Linked DNA regions of Sus scrofa: region 2 is linked to region 1. The links are chromatin contacts, called in public Hi-C maps. All regions are on one chromosome and are shown on one strand. Each heading gives the region's core, a stretch centred on a gene start, on an enhancer-like site or on the middle of the called end of the contact. The rest is flanking DNA. Distances are from core to core; before and after follow the strand shown.

Region 1 (6,928 bases), core at 2,841-5,340:
GCTCAGATCCTGAGTTGCTGTGGCTGTGGCGTAGGCCCGTGGCTATAGCTCCGATTAGACCCCTAGTCTGGGAACCTCCATATGCCTCGGGGAGTGGCCCAAGAAATGCAAAAAAAAAAAAAAAAAAAAAAAAGAACTTTGGAGTTCTCCGTCTTGGCTCAGTGGCTTACTAAACCAACTAGTATCTGTGAGGATGCCTTGCTCAGTGGGTTAAGGATCCTGTGTTGCCATGAGTTATGGTGCAGGTCGCAGATTCAGGTCAGATCTGGCATTGCTGTGGCTGCGGTGTAGGCCAGCAGCTGTGGCTCCAATTTGACCCCTAGTCTGGGAACTTCCGTATGCCTCGGGTGTAGCCCTAAAGCAAAAAAAAAAAAAAAAAAAAAATCTGCTTTGGAGAAGTAAGCACCAGTAATGAAATACACAGGTTTCCCCCAAATCTCATTGTTCTAATCATTCCTGCTGCCTGCTCAGTCAGTTATCTTACAGGGTAACTGGGAGAATCAAATTAAGTAAACCATATGAAATGCGTTGTAAACAAAAGTACAGTTTGTTACTTCCTGTCTTTCATGATAAATAATATTCAGATTCAATTATTATGTTCTAAGCATCTGTCAGCCAGTCCTCGTGTTCAGCGCATTTCTATCTGTTTTCTCCTTCACGTGTTTCTCTGTGAGGCTGGTATTTTTGCAGAAGCGGCCACTGAGGCGCAGAGGGATTTACCTAAGTTCTTATAACCAGGACGTGGTGACTTCTTTTTCCATCTGCTATGACTATTGCAGTGACGGTGATAATATTTGAGTGTTAGCATTAGTGTTAAAATAATAACATAGCTCCCAATATAGCACCTCTCAGCACTTTTCCACACATCAGTGTCAATTAGTAGAATTTCACTAAAAACAGCCAAACCCTTGGAAATCACGGGGAACAGTCTGGGGCTGCCTTTCCTTGCCTGCCCTCTGGTGGTGATATCGACAAAGAACAAATGAACCCAGAGTGAGCGGGAGAGGAAAGAAAACGCATTGGTACCTGAGCTCTGAAAAGGGCTGTGGAGCCCAGACTAGTCTCTCCTGGCTTCTGGGGTCCCACACGCACCCCGTGGGCTGCAGCCAGCTGGGTTTCCCACCTTGCTTGAGCCAGCCACCCCTGTACACACCACTGTGACCGGAAATGTTCTTCCTTCTCCATGGAAGGCCCTTCCCTCCTCTCTCTCCTGGCAAAATCCTGCTCCTCCCTTGAGACCCAGCTCAGATCCCACCCATCCGCGAAGCTGACCCTGTAGCCTCCAGGTGGTAAGAAGGTCCCTCTCCTGGTTCATCATGGGCATTTTTGTCTGTATTGTGATACCACAATTGTACTAAAATGTCCACATCTCTTCTCCACTAGACAGCATTCCTTTGAGAACAGAAACCGTGTCTCGTTTTTAGCACTCTCCCCAAGACTTAGAAGATGCTTAATAACTGTTGGGTGTTTGAATGAATGAATGATTGGTTATGTCCTGAATTGGGAGAATCAAATTAAACAATGAATGAAGAAGTGCTTTGTAAATTCAAAGTACAGGTGGAGGTATTATTTATATTGCTGATGATAAAGGACATTCGGATTCAGGCCTATGTCTAAGAGGCCCTTGTAAGAGCATAAAGTAGGTCAAGGTATTCAGCCTTCGTCCATCCTTTGTTCCAGCTCCTCGCCCCCCATACCTCTCCCAAGACACAGCCGTGCCAAATCCTCCCCTCAGCCCCTCTAGGAGTCCTTCTAGACTCCTGATCTGCCATCATCCGCCACCTTGCTCAAAGGTCTTCATCCTCTGTCCCTTTGCCAGGACAGCAGTGGGCAATGACCCTGTGCCTGCTGCAGGGGACACGCTGGAGCTGAAATCATATCCTCCAAGATCAAGTGAAACCAGATTCTGTAACTGAATCACCTTGCTCTTCAGCCCACATTCCACTGATGAGTATTTCAGTCCTATCTGACTAAGGCAGTCTCCTTGGGCCTGATAACCTTAATTACCTCAATTAGGTCTGGATTCTCCATCCTCCTGCCCTTCTCTCCAAGTGACCTAAGTTCTCGGAGGCCAGGCTATTACCTTGGCCTTGGGGTGGAGATGGGTTGCTCGTGTCTGCTCCCTGCGCTGGCTTGTCAGCCTCTCGGGTCCCTGAGCATCCTACACAGGTACCCTGAAAGCACAGCTTGTCCACCCTATGCCAGCCCTGCCATCGTCAGTGTTCCTGTGGCTTTATCTCCTCATCCCAGGCTTATCCCAGGCCCGTGTTTACCCAGCACTTCTGATCTCCCACAGGCAGGGGGGGGCTCCTGGGTGGAAGTGGACCCGGGGGTATTGGGGGCATGTCCCACATTGGCCCATATGACTCCCATGGCTATTTCTCTTCTGTCAATAAGGGGCTTGCAGCATTCCTGGGTTTCATCCCAAGAACGAAAGAGAAAGTCTTTCCCCTCTGGAATTCACCATAATTGATCTGGTTCTGGCAGTCTAGCTTACTCAACCCAGATTCCACCCAACGAGGCAGGAAAACAAAGACACTCATGATCCCCACCTCCTGCACTCCCTCTTTAGTGCCTCCCTCCATTATCCACCTGGGTTCTTTTTTTGGTTTTTTTGGTTTTTTTCTGTCTTTTTTAGGGACGCACCAGCAGCATATGGAGGTTCCCAGGCTAGGGGGTCTAATCAGAGCTGTAGCTGCCGGCCTACGCCAGAGTCACAGCAACACAGGATCCGAGCTGTGTCTGTGACCTACACCACAGCTCACAACCACACTGGATCCTTAACCCACTGAGCAAGGCCAGGGATCAGACCCGCAACCTCATGGTTCCTAGTCGGATTCGTTAACCACTGCGCCATGATGGGAACTCCCCACCTGGGTTCTTGAACTCTCTAATCAATAAAAACTGATAAGAGGCTAGACAAGAACTTCAGACAAGGCTTTATTGGACCTCGTGCTGGGGCAGGAGGGAGTGAAAACAAAAAAGAGATGCCCTTGCTCAGTCCCTGAGGGGTGGGCAGAGTGGCTTCTTAAATTGGGTGCGGGTGGGGGCAGATTGGTGGGTCCCGCCTGAGGAGTGGCTTAAGCAGTCTGCCTACCCCCTTAGTGGTGCTGTGTGCAGGGGTCATGAACAGTACCCCGATTTTGCTCCCAGCACCTCAAAAGTGGCATTTGGGCTTGGCCTTTCTGTGTCTTAACTGTTCCAACTGCACGTCTGCAATTATTTTTAGTCCCTTCGTCTCTTTGTATTCTGTTGCTCCAGACGTTTGCCCAGGTGCAGTCACTGCAGTAAAGGGTCCCAGGTCCCAGCCTGTCTCGCTTTCTACAGGAGAAAGATTTTCTATTTTTATTTCTGTCAAATCCTTCTCTGTCCCTTAGATGTTTCACCTTTTCCTCTCTGGAGCAACACACCTCACCTGCATGGCCTAGGGTCCAGAAAAAAGGGTGGTTGGGTGAATAATACACAGAAAGTATGAAAACTGGGGCTCTGCTAACACTGGCCAGTGCTCGGCACTTCCCAGAAGACACAGCATCACATTCTGCATAAAACTGTCCTCCCTGAAGACCACGTGGCTGTGGGGGGTTCTGGACCAGGGAGAAGAGTGGGAGAAATGTCTTTGGTTTTCTGACCCTCTGACCCTTACTGGAAGACACTGCCTCCTCTTCTGCAGGAATTAAGGGCATCCAGGAAGCAGGGCAAGGAGAACCCAGACAGGAGGAGTGTGTGTATGGGGGTGGTGGTGGGGTAGTTAGGGCAGGCTGGCTTCTCCTCCCTAGGTTTGTGGAGGTTCTGCCTGGGTGTTTGGTTCTGTGGGGACTGCACCCCTCTCGAGGGGGCAAAAGACCCTGTGGGGCAATGGTTTTTCTAAGCCAAGATCTGAATATTGGTAATTACCCAAGTAGTCCCGGCACTGACAAATGCCGGTCTATGTAGGTGGGTTCAAGTTGCCCTCGTCGCGTGTCATCCGGAGCTCTCACGGAGCGTTAACCTGCCGATCCATGCTCGCTGTGTCCTCTGCCCGCAGGATGGGACGGCGCCACTGTGGATTGCGTCGCAGATGGGCCACAGCGAGGTGGTGCGCGTGATGCTACTGCGTGGAGCCGACCGCGACGCCGCCCGGAACGTGAGTGTGGGGGACAGCTGCGCGCCGCGCGGGCTCGGGTGGTGGTGCCTTCCACGGAAGCCTTGACCTCCAGGTTGAACTCTGCTGAGAACATGCTGCTTTATTATCTCTTTAGCTCACCAGGGTTTGCTCCCAACCTCCACCCACCTTTTAGCGGGAAAACAGGGGGAAGGTCTGAATCAGTTGAAACCTAGCAAGTGCTGTTCAGTCTAAGGGGAAATGTTGAATTCCTAGGAGATCCTCCTCCACCTGAGATGACCTGGGAGGACTGGGGAGATAGGAGACCCAGCCTAGGCTGACCTTATCGGTGTGTCCGCAGCGGCTGCTGGTCCGCCTGGTGCTGCGCCTCCTGCTAGCCTCTGGGCAGCAGTGCAGCTGGCACACGGGATCTGTGGTTTGGGGTGTCCACATCCCCCACTGACCTTTGCTTAGCCTCAGTTGGAGTCACCTCACTCTGCCATTTTCTTTAACAGTATCTGGCCTTTTCACCCTTAATATTACCCTTGCCTATGTGACTCCCCCCCTCCCCTTCCAAGTCTGAGCCCAGAAAGAGGAAACCGGAAGACACACATACCACTAACCAGACTGCTTCTCTGCCCTCTTTCTCACTCTTTCGGTTTCTTCCCACAACCTCTGAGGTCAGAAAAGAAAAATCCTTTGTTCTCCTCTTCATCCTGATTCCAGCTAAACCTTTAGAGCAGACTGGGTGTTTCCTTTGCTGCAGGAGGATCCTGCCAGCAAAATCCTCCAAATTCAGCAGTGGATGTATTAAAGCAGAAGGGGAAACTGGAAGATCTCTTCTCAGGCCAGAAAAGGATGACAGGAGTTGAATATTAATTTGAACTTATCTTTGTCTTCTTTTCAATCTGTCCCCTCCCTACCCTCACCCCAGCACCACCACAGTCAAACAGGCACCTAGGGAAGACAAGACCAAGGGTGTATACAAGGGAAGGCAAAAGAAAAGGACATTAAAAATTTTAAAACAGTAGATACAGCTCAACAATTATTTAAATCATTAAAAAACAGTCCAGGGGTTCCTTTGTGGTGCAGCGGGTTAAGGATCCTGCATTGTCACTGCAGCGGGTCCAGTCACTGCTGGGCATGAGTTCAGACCCTGGCCCAAGGAACTTCCACATGCTGGGGGCACAGCCAAAAAAAAAAACAGTTCAGGAGTTCCTGTTGTGGCTCAACGGTAACGAACCCAACTAGTATCCATAAGGACGGGGGTTCGATCCCTGGCCTCGTTCAGTGGATTAAGGATCCAGCATTGCTGTGAGCTGTGGTGTAGGTCCCAGGTGCAGCTTGGATCCTGCGTTGCTGTGGTGTAGGCCAGCAGCTACAGCTACAATTCGACTCCTAGCCAGGAACTTCCAAGTGCCATGGGTGCTGCCCTAAAAAGAGGAAAAAAAAAAAAAACGTTCGACAATTTATTTCTAAGTTGTGAACTGCAGAGAGTGCCTCTTTAGTCCTTCAAGGTCCAAAAAATATCCTGTTGGAATTCCTCCTGTTCCTTACCCAATATCCTAAGGGACTAGAGGACCATGAATTCCCAAGTGGCAGGATTCTAAGGTGATGTAAGAAGTCCCATATTTTGTCTGGGATTCTTTCATGCAGCATTAACTGGTTAATATGGTCTAAAATGCTCTTAGATTGAGAGACGTTGCAGGTCTGTGAATTAGTTTACACATTTTGCTTCTTTCTGACAAGCATATTCCTGGTTCTCAATGAATACTTCATCCTTAGCCAATACACACCTGTGTTGATAAGCAACTTTTCTTTTCCTCCCTCTGTAAAGGATGGTACAACAGCGTTATTGAAGGCAGCCAACAAAGGGTATAATAATGTTATAGAGGAGCTGCTGAAATTCTCACCTACCCTCGGTATTTTGAAGGTAAGACCTATGGAGAAATTTTACCCATCTCCAAAAGAGACAGGTTAGAAACTAAGACACTGGTGCTTGAGGACTAGAGTAGAATCTGGGTATCATTTGCATGATTAGCTGAATTGAGAGAACATACCTACAACTTCTTAATGTTGGAGGTTGCCTGGCACTGATAGAAATCAGAAGGTAATAAAAGGTGTGAGCCAGAGTCTATAGGTACCTAGTTTTCTAGGGGAAAAAAAAATTAGAATGTAGTAATGAAATTACTAAATTGGAAAGTCAACCGTATTGATCTATCATTGGAAGATTTGTGAAATCCTCCACAAGTCATGAAAGACATGATTTATGTGCCATGCTACGTGAGGAACAGGTACTCCCATTGCTTCTCTTTGTGATCTGGAGCAAAGATCCACACTGTTAACTTAGATGGAATAAAATAAGCCTCAAACATCTGGACACCTCAGCAAATGTGTCATTCTGGAGGGCTGGGTCCTCCAGAAAACGGAGCCCTGAAACTCTTTAAGTTGTAATCATTTTGGATAAAAATATTTATAAACAAGAATATCTACCAGAGATTGACAATCTTTTTCAATAAAGGACCAGATACCAAATATTTTAGGCTTTGTGAGCCGTACAGTCTATGTTGGAACTGCTCCACTCAGCTGTTTTAGAAAGAAAACAGCCATAGAAAATAGGACAACAAAAAGTGTGGCTGCATCCAGTAAAACATTTCTCAGCACTAATGAATCTGAGTAGTATCCATGAGGATGCGGGTTCAATCCCTGGCCTTGCTCCTGGGTTAGGGATCCAGTGTTGCCGTGAGCTGTGGCGTAGGCCGGCAGCTGCAGCCCTGATTTGACCCCTAGCCCAGGAACTTCCATCTGCCGAGGGTGCAGCCCTAAAAAGACAAAAACAAACAAAAA
Region 2 (6,577 bases), core at 124-2,623, 180 kb before region 1:
TCCTTAACCCACTGAGTGAGGCCAGGGATTAAACCTGTATCCTCATGGATACTAGTCAGATTTGTTTCCACTGAACCCTATTTTATTTTATTTTATTTTATTTTATTTTATTTTATTTTTTTAGCCACACCCATAGCATACAAAAGCTTCCTGGCCAGGGATCAAACTCAAGCCACAGCAGTGGCAACACTGAAACCCAACCCCTAGGCCACTAGGGAACTCCATCCACCCTCCTATTTTACATGCATTCATCCAGCAGACTCTTTTTTTGGTCTTTTTGTCTTTTCTAAGGCCACACCCATGGCATATGGAGGTTCCCAGGCCAGGGGTCTAATCAGAGCTGTAGCTGCTGGCCTACGCCAGAACCATAGCAACACAGGATCGGAGCCATGTCTTCAACCTACACCACAGCTCACGGCAAGGCTGGATCCTTAACCCACTGAGTGAGGCCAGGGATCGAATCCTCAACTCTATGGTTCCCAGTCGGGTTCATTAACCACTGCACCATGGTGGAACTCCCTATCCAGCAGACTTTGGTTGAAGGTCTATTGTGTGCCTAGGTGTCGGGGTGAAGGCAAATAAGAAAAGCCCATGTTCCCTGACCACGAAGAGCTAGAACTCCAGAAGAGGGGCTAGAGAATTACTGACATGGTATCAAGAAACTAAATATAAGAGAGATGAAGAAATGGGCCAGCCCACTCCTGGAAGACAGCAGGACAGCATTCTTTCCTGGCCCTGTGGCCTGTTTGCAAAGATCAAGTCCCTACCTAGGGGTACTGAAGAAACACCCTTGGGCTCTGTGACAGTTTTTGTGTATCACCTAGGCAACAGGACTCAGATGTTTGCTCAACACCAGTCTAGATGTTGCTGTGAAAGTGTTTTGTCAGATGGGACGAACATTTAAATCAGCTGATCTGGAGTAAAGCAGATTACTTTCTACAATGTGGGTGGGCTCATCCCATCAGTTGAAGGCCTCAAGAGAAAAGACCAAGGTCCCCAAGGAGGAAGGAACTCTGCCTCCCGAGGGCCCAGCTACAGCATCAACTCCTCCCTAGTCTCCAGCCTGCTGGCCAGCCCTGCAGACTTTAGACTTGCCAGCTCTCCACCGTCTCGTCAGCCAATTCCTTAAAATCAATCTCTCTCTCTCCATACCCATATCTATCTATATCCATGCACACAGACACGCATCCCATGGGTTTTGTTTCTCTGCAGAACTAGACTAACACAGGTTCTTTCTGCTATGCTGCCTAAGCGAATGCAGAGAGGAAAACACTCAGGCTGGCAGTGGGCAGCGGGAGGAACCAGGAGCACAGAGGGGGCAGCTCCGGCCAGAGTAACGTGGCCGATACCCGCTCTGACTCCTGGGGCCAGAGCGCTTGTCCTGGGAGCCGCCGGAGATGCAGATCCATTCCGGGGGTAACAACAAAGATGCAGTGTTAAACACATGCATGTTATTTTAAATCGTGAATTACTCAATCTGGCATCACCCTTCGCACTTCAATCCAACCATCAGTGAAAGCTGCCAAATCGCAAATCCCGACACCAACCTGACCGCCTTTTTCTCACTCTTGGAAATGCTATCATCAGGCTTTACAAATATTTCAGTTCTGTTCTTTGTTTTGATCCAGGTCCTCTGGAGTCTCTGGAGTGTTTTCTTCTCATGTGCTCATTGGGTTTCTACTTCAAGATACTTTTATTCCCAAAGAGTATGAAAAACAATGATAACAAAGGTCCGGGGAATCAGGGAGCTTGTCGGCTGTGCTCCCCCAAATCTGCCAGCATCAAGCAGGGTCCTGATTCCCAGTCCATGCCAAAGAGATACTTGTTAAATGAAGGAATGAGTAACTCCTGAAACCCTTTTCCTGGCCCAGCCCCGTAGTTCTACCCACAGATATTTTCTCATGGAATCTCGCAATGCTGCCATGAGAGGTATGCCTCCAAGAAATGCCACCGTCTTCCCATCAGTGAAAAAGTCCACAGAGTGAGGCGACACTGCTAGAAAACATGTAGATGACAAGGTAAACAGAGCCTCTATAGTTTCGGGGTGCTCTCCTCACCCACGATTTTAGAGCTTCTTCTCTGTTGGAAAAGCCAGCTGGCACCTTCTCCACTCAGAGCCGCAAAGCCAGCATTTCAGTTTCACGATATTTACTACCGTCCACTTCCCTGGCTGACCGGGCTGAGGGCAGATCAAATCTACAGAAAATCTCAAGGCTTCTTCCAACCACCTCAATGTTCTCCCAGACCAACACTGAATTACAAAGCTGGGGGCCAGTTCAAAGCCGGACTGCACAGAACGTGGCCCGGCCGTGTGGGTTTTGTTTTCACCCTTGGAAAGGCTGGGAGTGGGGCTCCGCGGACGCCTGCCAGGTCGGACGCCTTCCCCAGCAGCACCATCCGCCGTCACCCCGTGCACGTGGCCCCTTCCCCAGGCCAGTGTGTCTGAGTCATGAGAATATGCTGACAGGTTGAAGGAGGTTAATCATGCACAACCATCACAATTATAGGACTTTTCTAAGGAAATACCTGCAACCACAACCCAAAGACTACAGCAAACCCCAATGGGGACAATTTGGGCCCTGGGTCCTTGAGGTTCGCAGGCAGCTGCCCTTTGAGTGTCTTCAGTGTCTCATCCTAGGAGGACTCCTGGCCTCTGTTTTACATGCTGACTGGTAGCTACTTAGCACATTGCACTAGGGAAAAAAAAAAAAAAAAAGGAGAAGGAAGAAGAAAATAAGAAGAGAAAAATGCAAGAGAGGAAGGCAGGAATGACAGAAAGAAAAGGGAACAGTAAACTCCCCAAATGACCTAGTTTGCAGGGAGCTGCAGTGTGTTTTGTGACTACAGATAAAGAACTAAGCCAGATGACAATGTAAACATAAAATTTAAATACATATTGACAACTCTCCAGTGAGGCCTCACATCCACGGTTTAACATTCGCCTACAAGACAGAAAACTCCAGGGCACTTAAGTGAGTCAAAAATGAAAGGAGGAGAGAGACTTGTACTTAAAGTCTGGAGTAAATTAAGTTAATACAAAACATAAATGCCAGACTGCATTGGCAAGAGTGATGAAGATGGATTTTGGAATTCTTTTAAGGAAGATTTAAAAAAATTTTAAAGCCAGACAGAGCAAAGCCACACCAACATTTTTCGGCTGAAATATATTGCACCATCCGATGTGGTGCTCGGGGCCATGTGGACTTGATTCTAAAATGCAATGGCCCAAGAGATCAACTTTATCTACAAAAGATCACAAATTAAAATACTGGGTTGGACCTGGATGCTAGACCAAGTTCAGATTTCAGCATGTCTGAACTTCAGCCACTGGCTTCAACATGGCCCACGTGGAAAACAATTTAAAAGGTCGCAAAAGCTGTTTAAAAAGGAAGCACTAAAGAAGGGAGACCTCCGCCTGCAGAATGTAGGAGCAGCCCAAACTCCTCCAGGGCATCGTGGTTCAAATCTGGAAGAACAAACTCCAGGGCACGCCGCCTCCACCACGCCAGGAAGCAGGCTGCGCTGAACCTTCTCCTGTTTTGCCGGACAGACCTCATCTTCATGACCTGTAACCTTGCCCACAACATCATAAGCTCCTCTAAGTCTGCCCCGAGTGGACCCTGAGGAGGCAGGCCTCCATCCCGTCTCGCTCCCGCTAGTTCTTCTTCATTTTTGTCAATGACGGATCAGTGCCTCCAGCCTAAAATAGAAATGGAGGCAACCCCAACTTGTGCTCCAAAACTTCATTACTTGGGACGTCTTTCCACAGAAACAATAATATGGACCAGGACGAAGTTACCACACCAGACCACAGAGCCAGGTTAGTGCCAAATCCACCTCGAGAGTGATTCATAAGCCCCAACAGAAGCCTCGCCTGTACTGATGCTTCCACAGGAGATGCCCTGGGCATTCCGACTTTCTCTTCTTCTCTTCTTCTTCCTCTTCCTCTTTTTTTTTTTTTTTTTCTTTTTAGAGCCGCACCTGCAGCCTAGGGAAGTTCCCAGGCTAGAGGTCTAATTGGAGCTGCAGGAGCCAGCCTACACCACAGCCACAGCAACGCCAGATCTCAGTGACATCTGCGACCTACACCACAGCTCATGGCAATGCTGGATCCTTAACCCAGTGGGTGAGGCCAAGGACCAGACCCACATCCTCGTGGATACTAGTTGGGTTCATAACCCGCTGAGCTACAACAAGAACTCCCGGGGCATTTCAACTTCTGACACGGAATTGCCCTGGCTGAAGTCAAGGCCGAAGAAGAAAAGAAACCCCTTCCTTTCCTTACCCTTCCACCTGCCAGGTGATCAAATCTCCGGGCAGCGACTGTTGAGAGTGTCTGTGGCCCAAGAGGCAAAGGCTGAGAAGCGGGGCAGATAACAAAGGTCCAGGACATGTCAGGGAGCCAGGAGGAAAGGGAAGGGCTTGGGATGTGGCACACAGACATCTAGGCAAACTGAGAGCTCTACTGGGATTGGGGCCCTAGGCTCTTAAAATGCCATAGAGGAAGTCTGAGACAGAAGGAGGAAGGTTAAAGGAATAACAGCTACCATATAGGTGAGTGCTTCCTTCCCAGGCTCTAAGGGGTCCCTGTTTATGTCAGTGCAGGTGTAACAGGCAACTTTTCACAGGATGGCCACTATTACTACGAAACTGAGGAACAGAGGGGTTAACTAGCCCAAGTTGATAGCGAGTATGAACCTCACCTCTCTGCCACCTTGTCTCCCGCTTCGGGGAGGGACCTTCCTGCTCCCGTCCCAATCTCCCAGCTCCTTAGCTGCTGACTCATGGACGAGATGACTTAGGGCCCATGCTAACCTACTCCTGTGTTCAGAGGATGGAGGCTAGCAACGGCACTTTCCAAATTCCCCTGGAGCTGCATTCTGGGTGCCAAGTGGGTTTTGCAAATAAGGACTTGAATATGGTTAGAAAGGTTGAGTGTTTCTGCTGCGCCCGGGATGGCCATGGAGGCACCAGGACCACATGCCTCCTGTCCCTGAGCAGCAGGGAAGCCCAGCCTGGAGCCTGAATGACTCCAGTCAGCACCTCTCGACCCATAGTGAGCCCCCATCTGGGCGTAGTTCCTGCCCTGAGCCCTGACTGATCATCTTTCCTTCTTCTCTCCCCCGTTTCCCCACAACAGAAGCCCCAAGGAGAACAATGGCAGGCAGACGGAAGGAGGCAGAGGAAGCTAATGTGGTGAATTCATTCAACGGTTTGCTAATCACCCAACACCTCCTGTGCTCTGGGGACCAGCCAGACACCTCCCCTTCCCTTCCTCCATCCCTTTCGGTGACTCCTACTGGGATGGGGGACTAAGGGCCAAGCCAAGCGGAGAGGGAGGGCTTTGTGGTTTTGTGTGTGCTGCTCCCCCTCCCGGAACACCCTGCCTCCTCCCTCTGTCTGCCTGCAGGCCCCTCAGGCACCACCTCCTCTCCAGAGCCCCAATCTGCACCCAGGCACTGGCTCCAGAGCCCAGGGGCTTGACCACCAGGGAGGAGGAAGGGTAAGGCTGGAAAGGAAAAGAGGGGAGGTGACACGGCCAGGAGAGGAGGACAGTCACACGTAACATACCTACATAAGCCGGCAGCTCATTCACTAAACGGCAGGCCACCCAGCTCTGCCAGAAGGAGCCTCTCTCTGCTGCTCACCGTGCATGTGCTGCCCACTTACCTTGGCAAATAGGGAAGGAGTAGAAACCCGGGCGGCAGGCATCGCACCGGGGGCCCCCCACCCCGGGGCGGCACAGGCACCTCCCTTGGGCATCACATATCTCGGGGAGAACTCCTTCCAGGTTACAATCACAGCCTGCGAAGAGGAAGAGACTTTCAGACAGGGCTCCATCCTCCTGCCCTCTGTGTGTTCCTCCCTTCACCCCTGTGTCTGTCCATGGACACACAGATTCTGAGTTACCTATGGCCAACAGACACTCCTGACTTGGAAGACCGCCTCCTAAAGGAAGAAAAATATCCATCTAGGAAAGGTCAGCGATGCCGTTCAGGAGCCTGCAAGGCGGGCACTCGTTTGCAAAATACCTACAATTTTTTAGCATCAACCCCTGGGAGAACGATTTTTCCCCCCGGAACTGAGCCTTGCATAGTGAAGCTTGAACTTCACAGAGTCCCATCAAATGACAATCCTGAATTAAGCACAGTTCTGCCTCCATTTTTCAGAAGACAAGAAATGAACATACATTCAGCCCTATTACGTGCCAGATGTGGCTTTGGGGGCCCTTTCTCCACTGCCTTAATCCTCGAGGCAGGAGCCCTTCCCAGCAGGCAGGCTGCTTCCCACACAGGTGCCAGGGCCAGAAACCTCTGAGGCCCCTCCCCTCTCCCACCCTCACCCCCACACCTCCTCCCCAGGGCCTCATCCTCGTTCACCTGGATTATTCCCAGAGCATCCTAACAAGGATTCCCATCTTCTCCCTCCAATCCATTCTCCATACTGGTGTCAAGAGCCATCTTTCTAAAACGTCAACCTTTTCAATTCACTTTCCATTCTAAATTCCTCAATGGGGACCCAATGCCTGCAGGACATAAGCCGAAGTCTTTGACATGTGGGACGCAGTAGACCCTTC

What was found. A called contact is a pair of places that touch in the nucleus more often than the background predicts.
Region 2: a Hi-C map of omental adipose tissue shows a contact between it and region 1, with 3 times the contacts expected there. The contact joins two enhancer-like sites. A contact is called at or near these places in 3 of 5 promoter capture datasets (fetal liver, liver and skeletal muscle), 28 of 47 Hi-C or Micro-C datasets (adipose tissue, alveolar macrophages, blood and 15 more) and 1 of 2 datasets of contacts at active chromatin or transcription factors (skeletal muscle).

The regions. Positions count from the first base shown.
Region 1 is chr6:108,476,178-108,483,105 of Sscrofa11.1, reverse strand. ANKRD29 (ankyrin repeat domain-containing protein 29) reads left to right here. Exons shown (of 9, transcript XM_021096184.1): 7 at 4,025-4,123. Among named protein-coding and RNA genes, the nearest start is that of NPC1, 29 kb to the right of the region's middle. Within about 2 kb of position 4,090, at least 8 of the 83 cell types and tissues checked have an H3K27ac peak or open chromatin away from gene starts, as enhancers often do. A contact at or near this core is called in omental adipose tissue, where this site is marked.
Region 2 is chr6:108,649,202-108,655,778 of Sscrofa11.1, reverse strand. It overlaps LAMA3 (laminin subunit alpha-3), which reads right to left. Exons shown (of 75, transcript XM_003482042.4): 12 at 5,671-5,805. Among named protein-coding and RNA genes, the nearest start is that of LAMA3, 100 kb to the right of the region's middle. Within about 2 kb of position 1,373, at least 3 of the 83 cell types and tissues checked have an H3K27ac peak or open chromatin away from gene starts, as enhancers often do. A contact at or near this core is called in omental adipose tissue, where this site is marked.